2 separate regions of the Zea mays genome follow, and region 2 is linked to region 1. Evidence: chromatin contacts called from public Hi-C data. All regions are on one chromosome and are shown on one strand. Each heading gives the region's core, a stretch centred on a gene start, on an enhancer-like site or on the middle of the called end of the contact. The rest is flanking DNA. Distances are from core to core; before and after follow the strand shown. Region 1 holds the start of LOC100383909. Region 2 holds the start of LOC103626994.

Region 1 (6,426 bases), core at 2,901-5,400:
TACATGTATGATGGATCTATTGAGCTACAAGGTTTGTTTAGTCGCTAAAGGTTTCAAACAACAATTTGTGATTGATAATGATGCCACCTTCAGTCTAGTTGTGAAATCAAGCACCATTCGCCTTTTATTATCGTAAGCGGTTTCTCGAGGATGGTCACTTCAATAGATTGATATTTAAAATACTTATCTTCATGGATTTCTTGATGAAGGCATTAATATGAAGAAACTATAGGGTTTTGAAGACTCCACTCATCCCAATTATATATGCAGCTTGATAAATCTTTATATGGTCTTAAACGAGCATTATGTGCTTAATTATCTCGGTTGAGTGGCACCTTGCTTCCGTTGGGATTTCAAGCATCCAAGGCAGATGTATCTCTATCTACTTTTAATCAAGCCGACATTCACATATATATATTCTCATCTATGTGGATGACATTATCATCATTAGCTCCTCATCTTCAGCTACTGATCGCCTCCTTCAACAACTTCAAGTTGAGTTTGCGATGAAAAATCTTGGTGGACTCGGTTATTTCCTAGGCATTGAAGTTTATCATAAATTTATTGGACTGATCCTCACACAACACAAATACATCAACGACCATCTATTGTACACTAACATGGAGAATTCTAAAGATATCGCTACCCAGATGTTGCCTGCCGACAAGCTCTTTCTAGACGATGGTACATCTTTCTCACTAGAGAATGCTACATGCTATCATAGTGTGGTTGGTGCTCTCTAGTACTTATCGTTCACATGTCCTAATATATTCTTCTTGATTAATCGAGTTTTTCAATATATGTCAGCACCAATTGTCTCTCATTGGGTGGTACTAAAGTGTATCATGTGGTATCTTCATTTCACCTCTAGTCTAGGGCTCTCCATCATGAAGTCTGGTTGCTCAGTACTTAGTGCTTTTTTATGTAGGTTGGGCTAGCAACCTGGATGGTTGTCATAGCACCGATGGTTACACTATCTTATTTGGTGAACTTATTTGGGTGCAAGTACTACTTAAAAAATTTGGCATGCCACAACCATGGTCGCCGACTCTCTGATATGACAACATTAGCACTACTTATGTCACGGTAAAACCACATTTTCATCATTGCGCCAAACATATAGAAATTGACTATCATTTTGTTCATGAATGGATGACGTCTCACTAGGGATGGCAATGGGGAATTTCCCGTCGGGTTTTAGCTCATCATCCCATCCCCGCGGGGATCCCCACGAACGCTTGCAGACATTTCTTCCCCATCCCGTTCCCCGCGAGGATAAATCCCCATCGGGGATCCCCATCACCGCTTAAATTATAATTAGGACGTACTTCATATGTTATTAATGCAAAACATTGTCACTTATACACGTTATCAGATGTAAGAAATCATTATATGCATCAAATAAACACAATTGTATAATGAATGATCTCTTGACAAGGATCTATTTATCTTTATCATTAACTATTACATGAAAATGTCGTCACGTGTAAGTTTAATGGGTCACCGCGGGTAACATGGATGGGAATGCTTCCTAACCGTTCCTATTTACCCATCGGGGAAGAATTATGTCCCGTTTACAACCCCGTGGGAAAAAAACTTCCCCATCTCCATCCCCTAATGGATGAATTCCCCATGGAGAATTGCGGATCGGGTCCCCATTGCCACGTCTCACTAATTGGATATGCAGATCATGTCCTCTAAAAATCAAGTGACCAATTTCATGACTAAGTCTTTAGCTGGTCCATCATTTCAAAAAAATTTGTAGCAATACGAACATAATTTCATTCCATCTAGATTGAGAGGGTGTTTGTGAAATCGAGTGTGATGAAAACATTGGGTTTATGACATTGGAACATTGTGATAAATTATTATTGTGATCGCAAGGTGATTTGCATGCTTTTGGATATAATGCATGTGTGCTCATATATGATTTTGATTTATACATGTGTGTTAACATGTGTTTCGATATTGTTGTAACACACTTGGTGGAATGGTGTTGCGTGAATTAACCTTGAGTCAAGTCGTGGATTTGTGCCCGTACACGATTGCGTGTGTTGTTGATGTGCAGGTGATGACCGAGGCGAAGCATGGTCGGCAGCAGTGACGAAACTAGATTTTGGTATAAAGTTCAGGGAGGAACTGTGGTCCTTAATCGGAGATGTTGTACGGGTGTTTTGGTCGAAGCATCGTTGCGTATCATGATTACGTGCGTTGAAGACGTGCACAGAATGACAGAATAACACATTTGAGATATATTGGAAATATCTTAAATATGAATATGCTGCTCCAAATCTAATTCTTTTGAGTTGAGTTTGTTCCAAACAGTGTCTAAATATGTTGGATGTTAGCCTGCGTTAAGAGCATATCTAACAGCTCTTAATTGATTTAGCTATCAATATCTTAGATTAGTACCTCTCTGACAATATTTGAGATGTAAACAAAGACTATTCTCCAACAGCCTTTTAAAGATCTCCTAAATAAGAAGTTAACTCCCGTCTTGCATGGTGCACGCAAATGAAATGGCGCATGCATCAGCTGCACCTTGAGGTGGCAATAGATTATGATCCAAATAATTATTCATATTTTACTAGGACTCAATTTTAATTAAAAATGAATAAAATAAAGTGGAAAAGAAAAAAAAAACGAAAAGAGAGCATGCATGCTTCCTTGGTATGGCCGTATGGCTAGGAGTTTCAGCCTACGTGAGGGCGTTTTCTCAGCGTATGTGGCCGTGGTGGCGAGCCATGTTCGGCACAAAGGCTGGAAGCGAGCCAGCTTTTTATGGAGAATGGCAGCTGTGGAGCGGTCTGTGAGGACGCTGAGGTGAGGCGACGTTCAAGCGAGGCCAGGGCGCGGCAGCCCATGCGGTGGAAGCCCAGCTTGGCCCGTCTGCCAGGTCGGCTCAAGGGGAGCTGAGTCGTGGCCCATGCGGTTGAGCAATTCTCGTCACTCTCTGGAACAGCAAGATTATTTCATTTATAACTTTAGATCCGGAAGTCTGATCGACCTGATTCCAGTTGGGTTTGATTCATAATCGTATCTAGTTCAGTCTGTGAAATTTTGATATCGATCGGAGTTACGGATTTTGCTCAGCAACGTTTTTATTAACGTAACAACAATCTGTCCAGATTTATAAACGTGTATTAAATTGGTCTTGTGATTTGGAGGTGTTATAATTATTTTTAAGCTTCGGCAATCATTCACCTCCTCTGATTGCCCACAGGAGGATATGGTTTTTATGATTCATCAAATCGCAAAGGTCTGAATACAACGGACATTAGCTGACTACCTTATTTCCTAAAAGAATGTAAACCATGTCTTCCGAGAAAGTCAAATATTCTACATTTTAACTAAATATATGTAAAAATATATTGATGTATAATAATTGTCATTAGACTAATCAAAGCATATATTTTTATAATAAACCTAATTGAAGATACGAAGGTAGCTATTGTCTTCTATAAAACCAGTCAAGATTTATGTTTCTTTTGGGATGGATGGAATATTATATAAACTGAACTCCCATGACCATTATATAGTTAGAAGGTAATGCACAACATGTGCCCACTGATGGGATTAACAACATTGCTCTACCATCACTCCATCAGTCCACCTTATGTAGCCACAAAAACCACCCTATGCGGCTATAAAGGAAGCTCATCTCTTCCCTTATCAAGACTTTATATAATTACTATACCAAACTTGGCATTCAAGGAAGTCCCTTTTTCCAAAGAAAGAACAAAAGGAGAAAGAGAAGAGGAAAAGGGCAAAAGATATATTCTAGTTGGGGCTCTTTTGAACATAATTCTAGCAGTACACTAGTTGGTGTCATCTTTTCTCTCTTCCTCATTATAGATGTCCAAATGGGCAACCCGACATGGGTACAGCTTAAGCCCGCTTAGTCCCAATATGAACAGTGCCGAGATAGGCACGACCTGTTTTGGCCCCGATCCGTGCCATGTCGGCCCATGTGTCCATCCAGGAGCTCAGACATGACACAAATAGACTTAGAATGGGCTGGACCGACTCGATGGCATGCATGCATGGGTGGACCGTGCCACCCACTAGGCCGACCTGAGGAGGAGTATTATCCCCTCCACCGATATGTAGGACATGACCTCCACGTCCTGTGGCAGATCCGTGGCATTGGCGTCGATGGGCGAATTGTCCTGCCATGACAGCAGCATCTCCCACACCCACAACGTCTGTCGCATCTGCGGTGTCGGTCAGGTGTCCTGAAGGGGCATCGTCGGAGCCTTCACCGGCGGTGGACCCTTTTGCATAGAGGATGCCCTTTGTCCGGGCGCGCTCTTCCTGGTGAGTAGTGTTTTTTTCCATTCCTCTCTGCCATTGTTTCTGGGTCCTTACCCGCCATTCCTTTAGTTTGTATGTATCACACAAAACGATGAAGGACGCGGCTCGTGCTGCGAGGGAAGGCACTTTTCCTTCATCGGCGCCCGCGCCGTTGGTGCCGATGGCATATCCGAGTGGCACGGTCGCGCTGAGCCACTCGGGGGAAGTTGTGTCAACGGTCGTGCCACCATCATGATCGGAGGGCCTACAGGCCAGGCGATGCTTCTGTGGTGGGCGCGCTCGGTGCCTTGCTGCCTCCACCTCCCTTAGGTTCCTTGTCCCTGAGTGCGGTGAAGGCGAGCCACTTGGGAGAGGTCGAGGTGGCGAGAGTGTCATTGTGCCTTGATGTCCCTTCAAGCGAGCCCGGTGGCGCCCTTGCGTCGGCGGTTTTGCCACCTCTGCCACCCCGACTCCTCCACCTCCGAGTGCGAAGAGGGTGGCTCTCGCGATGCTACTGGCCCCTACAGTTGGGACCACTTTGGAGTAGTGCTCCGACGATCTCTGTCCTCCTCTCGAGGTGACCAGAGCAAGAGAGGTCGAAGTAGAGGAGTGGGGGATCGTCAAGAAGGCTTACACATTGGCTTCCTAGATCTCATGGGTTATCGATGTGCCCATGCCGCCATTGAGGAGGTGGCATCGATTGCTTGCTCGACGATCACAAGTCAGATGCTTCCTGTTGGGAGCCTAGCTTACTGAAGATCCTCAAAATGCCTTTACCTTGCTATATGCAAATGTGTTTCGGGTATGCGGTAAAGAGCGGACAAAGTTGGGCTTTGACCGAAGCAATGAATAGAAGAGATTTGTCTGTATATATGCGCGGCAAGGACGTCGGTCGAAGGTTGCTGGCTTCGACGTAAAGAAAGGATCAAGCGTGAGGTAGCAAAGGGGGAGAAGCAAAAGTCTTATGAGACAAGAAAGAAAGGGAAAAGGCAATATTACCCCTGTACTATTTGTTAATCATATTTGTAAGCTTCGTGGGCATGCATGTAATTTCATGAGTGATTGTTCGTCTTCCCTATAAATAGATGAACAATTCCGTGTAAAAATTCACCTTTTTGAAGGTCCTTAGCTTCGTTCCACTTAGCCTTCGAAGTATCTTCAAGCTATCTTGCACAAAGAAGCCGAAGGTATGTTTGTAAACTTATTTAATATGAAGGGAAATGGAATGAAAGTGCTAAGGCATAAGAGATGAGTTTTTGCACTTTGTCATCTATCACCCTGTGGTTTGATATTCTTTCATTCACAGTTCCTCTTAAGAACCTTCATCCTCAAGGTCTTACTTCGAAGAAGTAACAACATGTGGACGAAGGTTCATATTTCTAACTTGTGTTGCCTTTTTTGATACCTTTATCAATCGAAAACAAGTGACCAACATTGGTGCCCACCGTCGGTGATTCCATGACCACAACAACTTACATCATGCCACCAAAGTAGGCAACGTCAACCAGCTCTATCCTCAGGACCTTGGACCCCAATCAAGGGGACGATGTTCTCCTCAGGGAGGCAAGAAACCAAAAGAGGAAGGTCATTAGCCCAGAACCACATGATGAGGAGCTTGATCAAGAGATCAATAACCTCGAAGTAATCCACTAGCAAATGGAGAGGCACAGGGAGAAGATGCTTCGTCTTTCTGAGCTTCAGAAAAAAGATTGACGAAGCAGCTGAATAGATGCGCAATATTGAAGCGCAAGATCAATACAATTACAAGGATCAAAACTATGAGGGTCATAATCATGACAATATTTGTCATGAGTCATTCAACTTCCAAGATTTCATTTATGACGAAGCTTCACCACTAACACCAGAGCTGTAGGCGACACCCTGTCCACCATTGTATAGACCTCCTACACTACCAACGTTTGATGGTCTAACTGACCCAAAGCAGTTTCTCATGTGCTACGAAGCTACCATATCTTCATATGGTGGTAACTCAGCAGTAATGGTGAATTCCTTCATCATGGCGGTCAGGAATGTGGCCTAGAATTGGTATTCATCGCTTCAGCCAAGGACTGTCACTTTGTGGAAGAAGCTAAAAGAAAATCTTGTAACTACCTGATAGGGTTTCTAGTCAAA
Region 2 (6,105 bases), core at 482-2,981, 210 kb after region 1:
AGCGGCCTTCTGGCCGATCGACGACGTGTGGAGGCGTGGCGGCGGCGCGTGGAGGTGCGGTGGCGATGGATCAGGTAGCCAACGATGCTGGGAGGCACGCTGGCAGTGGATTGGACGGCAGGGGTCACTGGGAAGCATGGCAGCGACGGATAGGCTGGGCATTAAGTCCGCATTGCTCGGAGGATCTGGTCCACGACCACGTCGGAAGGGGGAGTATTGCAGGGGGAGGAGGCACATAAGAGGGAGGGCCACGATCGACCGTCTATAGCGGGGGGGGGGGGAGAGAGGGGCGAGCCACGTGGCCCACGACCTAGGGCTAGCGTTGTAGGAGCCAGCGCTAGTGCAGAGCAAAGGAAGGAAGGGGCACCATGGCGAGTTGCAGGTGGCTTGGTGCTAGAGAGGCACTCGCCGACGAGCTTCGTAGCTAGGTGGACGTCGACGAGGGAGCTGGGCGCCGGAGCGTCTGTGCTCGAGGAGGAACAGAGTAGGGAAATATAGCAGGGGACGTCGCGACGGCGGCTGGGCACCCGCCTGCCCTCAGTCTGTGGCACAGAAAAGTAGCTGGCCCACGTCTAAGATGGGTCGCTACCCCGGGAGGGAAGGATGAGCCTCTCGGGGCACGCAGAAGGTGTTGTGCGGTGGCCTAGACAAAGGTGGGTGGAAAAAACCTAGCTAGCTAATGCCATGAAAGAGAATGAAAACTCTTTGATTGTATATATATATATATATAATCAGAACCTTAACCCTAATGGGTTGGCAGCCCAATAGTGATGTCAGAGCCCCCACACACACAGAACACACTATCTACCAGTAAGGCTATCTTCAACAGGTTAATCATCCTTATACATATATTTAAACTCCACTCTGCAACAGTTCATTCTATATGCGTTTTACAATGTAAAACAGTGTTTTAGGTGGAACTGCTGGACACGATATATAAGGCCCAACAAGATTGGATGGACTAAAATATTTTTGCTATTCAAAATTGATCCGATCTCCTCTGATATTCAGGTCGTAAGTAAACATGCAACTACGAAGCGCCAAATAATTAGCTAGTGAAGCGTGGATGGCAGCGGTGCCGGCGCGGATGTCATGCTGCGGTTAGAATGAAAAGCAGAGAGGCAGTACGCACCAAGGATGAGCATTGCGTCGGGTAGCGCGCCGAGGATGGGCAGGAAGAGGCCGCCGACGACGCCAGGGCCGAGGACCTCGAGCAGCAGCTCGCTGCCGGCGGAGAGGTAGGTGGCGGCCTTGAACATGAGGAGGCCGTAGGCGAGGACGAGGAAGAGGTTGCCGGGCGCGGTGTCGGTGCAGGGCAGGAAGCCGTACGTCATCTCGCAGGCCTCAGGCGCCGGATCCTCCCCCGCCGCCGACGGGAGCCGTAGGACCGACGTCGCGGCGGCAACCTCATCACTGCTGCCGGCGAGGAGGAGAGAGCGGTCATCGTCGGAGAAAGAGATGCCGCGGCGGCCATGTGCGGCGCCGGCGATGGCGAGGACGAGGAGGAGGAGACGGAGTGGGAGACGCGTGGGCATTGTCACGCACGGGTGCAGCGAGTGGAAGAGAGAGCGAGCGAGCGGGACGCCAACGGCCAATGCAAGAGTGCGTCGTTGTTTCAGGTAGGGTTTGGCTGGGAGGGAGATGGAGCGGGATGGCTCTGTCTCCGCGAAACGGGATGATTGATGAATCTATTTTCTGTCGATGCCGTGAATGGGGAGGACCGACGCGCCGCAGCAACAGGGAGGCCCCAAAAAAAAACTTCGATGCCGCGAATGCACGAACATAATCTAATCTAGTAACGTAAGAAATAGAATATTATATAAATTTAGAAGAAAAGAAAGCTAGACGTTTTCACATTTATAAGTGCATGTTCGTCGTCATTGGGTGGACACAACAACAAAACAATCTTGCCTTGCTCCTTGCCACGCGTCTAGGGTGTGTCGCCCGCCACCACCCGACCACCGACCACCGCGACACGACTACACGAGGAAGGCAGCAGCAGGAGGCACGCCAAAAGCGTCCAGGAATCGCTGGCGAGCGACAGTGCAGCTTTGCAAATCCGGGAACTGCCGCATGGACATGAGAAAAAAAAAAGGTAAGGAACTGTTGCGTGTGATTTCTCTGGATAGGTGTACACGTACGTATAACGGCCGGAGGACGACGACGCGTGTGTATCCGCGTGTGCACGCGTCGCTGCCAGAGCGAACCACCAGTCGCCTCTCGTTGACTGGCCTGCCCACTTCCTGATGGTAAAAGGCTCCTTTGATCGTCGTCGGCTCGGAATGCCAGCGCGCGCTGCCGCACGACATGCAGAGTCTCCGATCCTTCCTTCATTCGGATGCCAACACAACATGGCCCGTTTATTTACAGAGAGTCGACCGCGTTGACGCGACTTTCGTCAACGCGAACATCCCTGAATCAAATTAGGGCCCGCTTAGCTTAACTTTTTAAAGTACATATTGTGGATTTGGTTATATGAACTAGCTCTATCATTTGTGTTTTTCATACAACTCAAATACTTTAAAAACGTCAAATATTTCACACATAACGAAGATTGGTTGTGCTTATATATTTTTTTTACCAAGGTAAATTGAGTTAGGTCACAATAATAAAAATTGGCTGAGCTTATATATTTTTTATCACTACGTCAAAAACGCCTAAAGGAGATATGACCGTCTGTAACACTTGTTAAAAATATGTCACTGATTTTTTTACAGTGACATCTTTTTTTAAAAAACACGTCTGTGCACACGTGGCATTTATTGTAAAAACATGTCACTAATGAAATATAGTAATAATCAAGTGACATCTTTTATTTTACGTGTGTGTGATATGTTTAGTGACGTGTATATATAAACATGGCACTGGCTTCAAACGCCAAATCTATTTAGTGACGTTTATATAAAAACATGCCACTGACTTTCAGACGTCATATCTGTTTAGTGACGTCATATCTGTTTAGTGATATGTATATATAAACATGTCACTACTTCAAACTTCGCGGCGTAGTTAAAATTTAATTTTTTTTTCAAACGATCTCAAATGAAAAACCACCAAAATAAAAGTTTTAGGTATTAAAAAGTTCTGAAACTTTGTAGTTGACAACATTATAATTTGAAATCATCTTGTCTTAGAAAAATGCGTCTAAAGTTTTCAAATTTGAAAATTAAATTTTGTAAACGACCTCGGATAAAGAAACTACCAACATGACAGTTGTAGATCTCAAAAAGTTATGCAACTTTGTTGTTGACAAGTTTTCCATTTGAATTTATTTAGTGCCTCAAACAATCAAATTACACTTGATTAATTATGATATGCGAGGAATGAAAATGTAATATAGACACAAATGAGTTGGTGGTGTAGTGGTAGATAAGGTCATGCTTTAGGAGGAGGTTGAGTGTTTAAATCTCACAAGTCACACAGTTGCTTGGATGGGAATAATTTTTTTATCTGGGTAGTTTGACACGTATTTATAAAAACACGTCACTAAAGTGGTTATATTAGTGACATATTTTTACACGTCACTAAACAGATTCAATTAGCGATATAAAATCTGAGACACGTTTTACACACGTCACTAATTAAGCTAAAAATGCGTCACTAAATACATGTTTTTTACGTAGTGAAAGTCGCCTAGAGGGGGGTGAATAGGCGAAACCTGAAATTTATAAACTTAAACACACACTAAGGTCGGGGGTTAGCGTTAGAATTAAATTCAAGTCCAAAAGAATCTCTCTTACTAGGAGTTGCTCAAGGATTGTGAATGACGTAAGAGAGCCAACTCAAATTCACACTAGCAAGAAAACATTAGAGAAGGGAAAACAAATCAAACAAGAATCAAGGCGAATGAACACGATGATTTGTTTTACCGAGCTTCGGTTCCAAAGAACCTAGTCCCCGTTGAGGAGGTCACAAATACCGGGTATATTTCAACCCTTTCCCTCTCTCAAACGATCACTTAGACCGAGTGAGCCTTTTTCTTAATCTCTCGGGTCACTTAGACCCCGCAAGGACCACCACACTTAGGTGTCTCTTGCTTCGATTACATGTCACTTGAGGAATAGAAGGGAAAAGAAAAAGGCCAAACCAAGTGACAAGAGCAACAAAGAACACAAGTGATCCTCTCACAAGCCCTAATGCACTAGAGTTGATTTTGGGGCTTTGAGTGAATTGATTGCTTTGATTGTGTCTTGGAGTGTTGGGCTTTTGCTCTTGCAATGAATGAAGAATTCAGAATGCTTGGATAGGAGTGAATGAAGTGGTTGGGAGGTATTTATAGCATCTCAACCACTTCTAGCCATTGGTTGATTTCTGCTGGCGATGGGCGCACCGGACAGTCACTGTGCACTGTCAGGTGCGCGCCACGTCAGCGCAACCGTTAGGGTTCGGAGCAGTTGACCATTGGGAAGTCTTGTCGTCTTGCTGCACCGGACACTCCGGTGCCACACCGGACAGTCCTGTGTGCTCTAACTTCTATGCTTCTGACTCTGCGTGGCACTGTTCATCATTGTTCTTTCTGACGAAACGACCGTTGGTGCGCAGGGAGCCGTTGCTCCGCTAGCTCACCGGACAGTCCGGTGAATTATAGCGGAGCGCGTCTGGTTTGGAGTTGTACGTCCCTGGTGCACGGACACTGTCCGGTGCGCCAAAAACTAGCATACTCAAGTCCTTTGCTCCATTTTTTATTATGTCCCTAACCGGATTTCTTTCTTGGTTTTTGTTGAACCTTATGCACCTGATATAAATAATATCTAGACAAACTAGTTAGTCCATGTGTTTGTGTTGATCATCAACCATCAAAATTAATTATAGGAAATGGTTAACCTAATTTCCCTTTCACGTAGTGTATGTCCCTATCGATAGAGATCTATATCCAACTTTCAAAGATGATCAAGTAGGTTAAAAATCGACTAGATGTAATTGTGAAGGAGTTATTGGATATAGAATAGAGATAGGACCTTTTTTCTTTGGCTATACTATGAATGAGGGCATGGTGGGTAGCTTGACCTAGGTAATTCTAGTGATGTGTGGTAATGCACACGTATGAAATCTAGTGTTAGGTAACCATATGAGAGCCGATGAAATGTTTAAAAACGTTTGAAACAAGCAATTTGGCGATGTTGTAGAGGCACCAGACTTGTCCAATGTGCACTGGATATGTGCCACTAGATAGAGGTCAACCTTGTTAAGAACATAAACACCAATGTGTCTTGTGTGCGTTGAACAGGACATCTAGAGATCTATGTAAATGAGTGTTTTAATCCTAACACTCATTGGATGTGTCTTGTGTGGCACAGAACATGGACATAAATATAGCACCAAGAGAGGCTGCAAACCAAGTGCGAGAGGCTAAGTACTCAACAAATGTGTTTGGTGTGTCACCGAACATAGCACTAGATAGGGCACCTAGAGAGGTGCAAACCTAGTGCGAGAGGCTAAATACTCAGCGAATGTGTTTGGTGTGTCACCGGACATGGCACTATATAGGGTACCCAGAGAGGTTGCAAACCAACTGTGGGAGGCTAAGTACTCAGCGAAAGTGTTTGGTGTGGCACCGGACATGGCACTAGATAGGGTGCACAGAGAGGTTGCAAACCAAATGTGGGAGGCTAAGTACTTAGCGAAAGTGTTTGGTGTGGCACCGGACATGGCACTACATAGGGTACCCAGAGAGGTTGCAAACCAAATGTGTGAGGTTGAGTACTCACCAGATATGTTTGGTGGGACACCGAACATGTTTTGTGTGGCATTAGACAGGAAACTTAGATAGGTCTGCAAACTGTACATTTGAGTGGTATAAATCATTAGATGTGATTAGTGAGGCTCTGAACAAAACACTAGATACCAATACACTAATAGATAGTTCAGAAACTAGTCATCAGAGCTGCACCGAATGTGTCTAGTACAAGGAGTTGGTGTGCACCGCACATGTTTAGTGCAACCATGACAATTGAGTGGGTTTCTAATAGCTAGTTTCTTTTCTTGGAGCTATTTATACTCCACCTCATCCATTTGAGTTGTCTTGCTCGTTTATTCAGATGAAGGAACCCTTTAGAGTATGAGGACAGGTCTTTGCCTAGTGAGGAACTTAATAGTTGATAATCA

The links. Hi-C and Micro-C count contacts between places; a contact is called where the count stands out from the background.
Region 2: a contact with region 1 is called in a Hi-C map of bundle sheath, with 2.8 times the contacts expected there. The contact joins the promoter of LOC103626994 here to the promoter of LOC100383909 in region 1. A contact is called at or near these places in 12 of 25 Hi-C or Micro-C datasets (bundle sheath, ear, leaf and 4 more).

What each region holds. Positions count from the first base shown.
Region 1 is chr5:146,500,958-146,507,383 of Zm-B73-REFERENCE-NAM-5.0, forward strand. LOC100383909 reads left to right here and starts at 4,151. Exons shown (of 2, transcript NM_001176533.1): 1 at 4,151-4,317; 2 at 4,384-5,511. The coding sequence starts at 4,699. The coding sequence ends at 5,049.
Region 2 is chr5:146,716,974-146,723,078 of Zm-B73-REFERENCE-NAM-5.0, forward strand. It overlaps LOC103626994, which reads right to left and starts at 1,732. Exons shown (of 7, transcript NM_001351849.1): 1 at 1,133-1,732. The coding sequence starts at 1,535.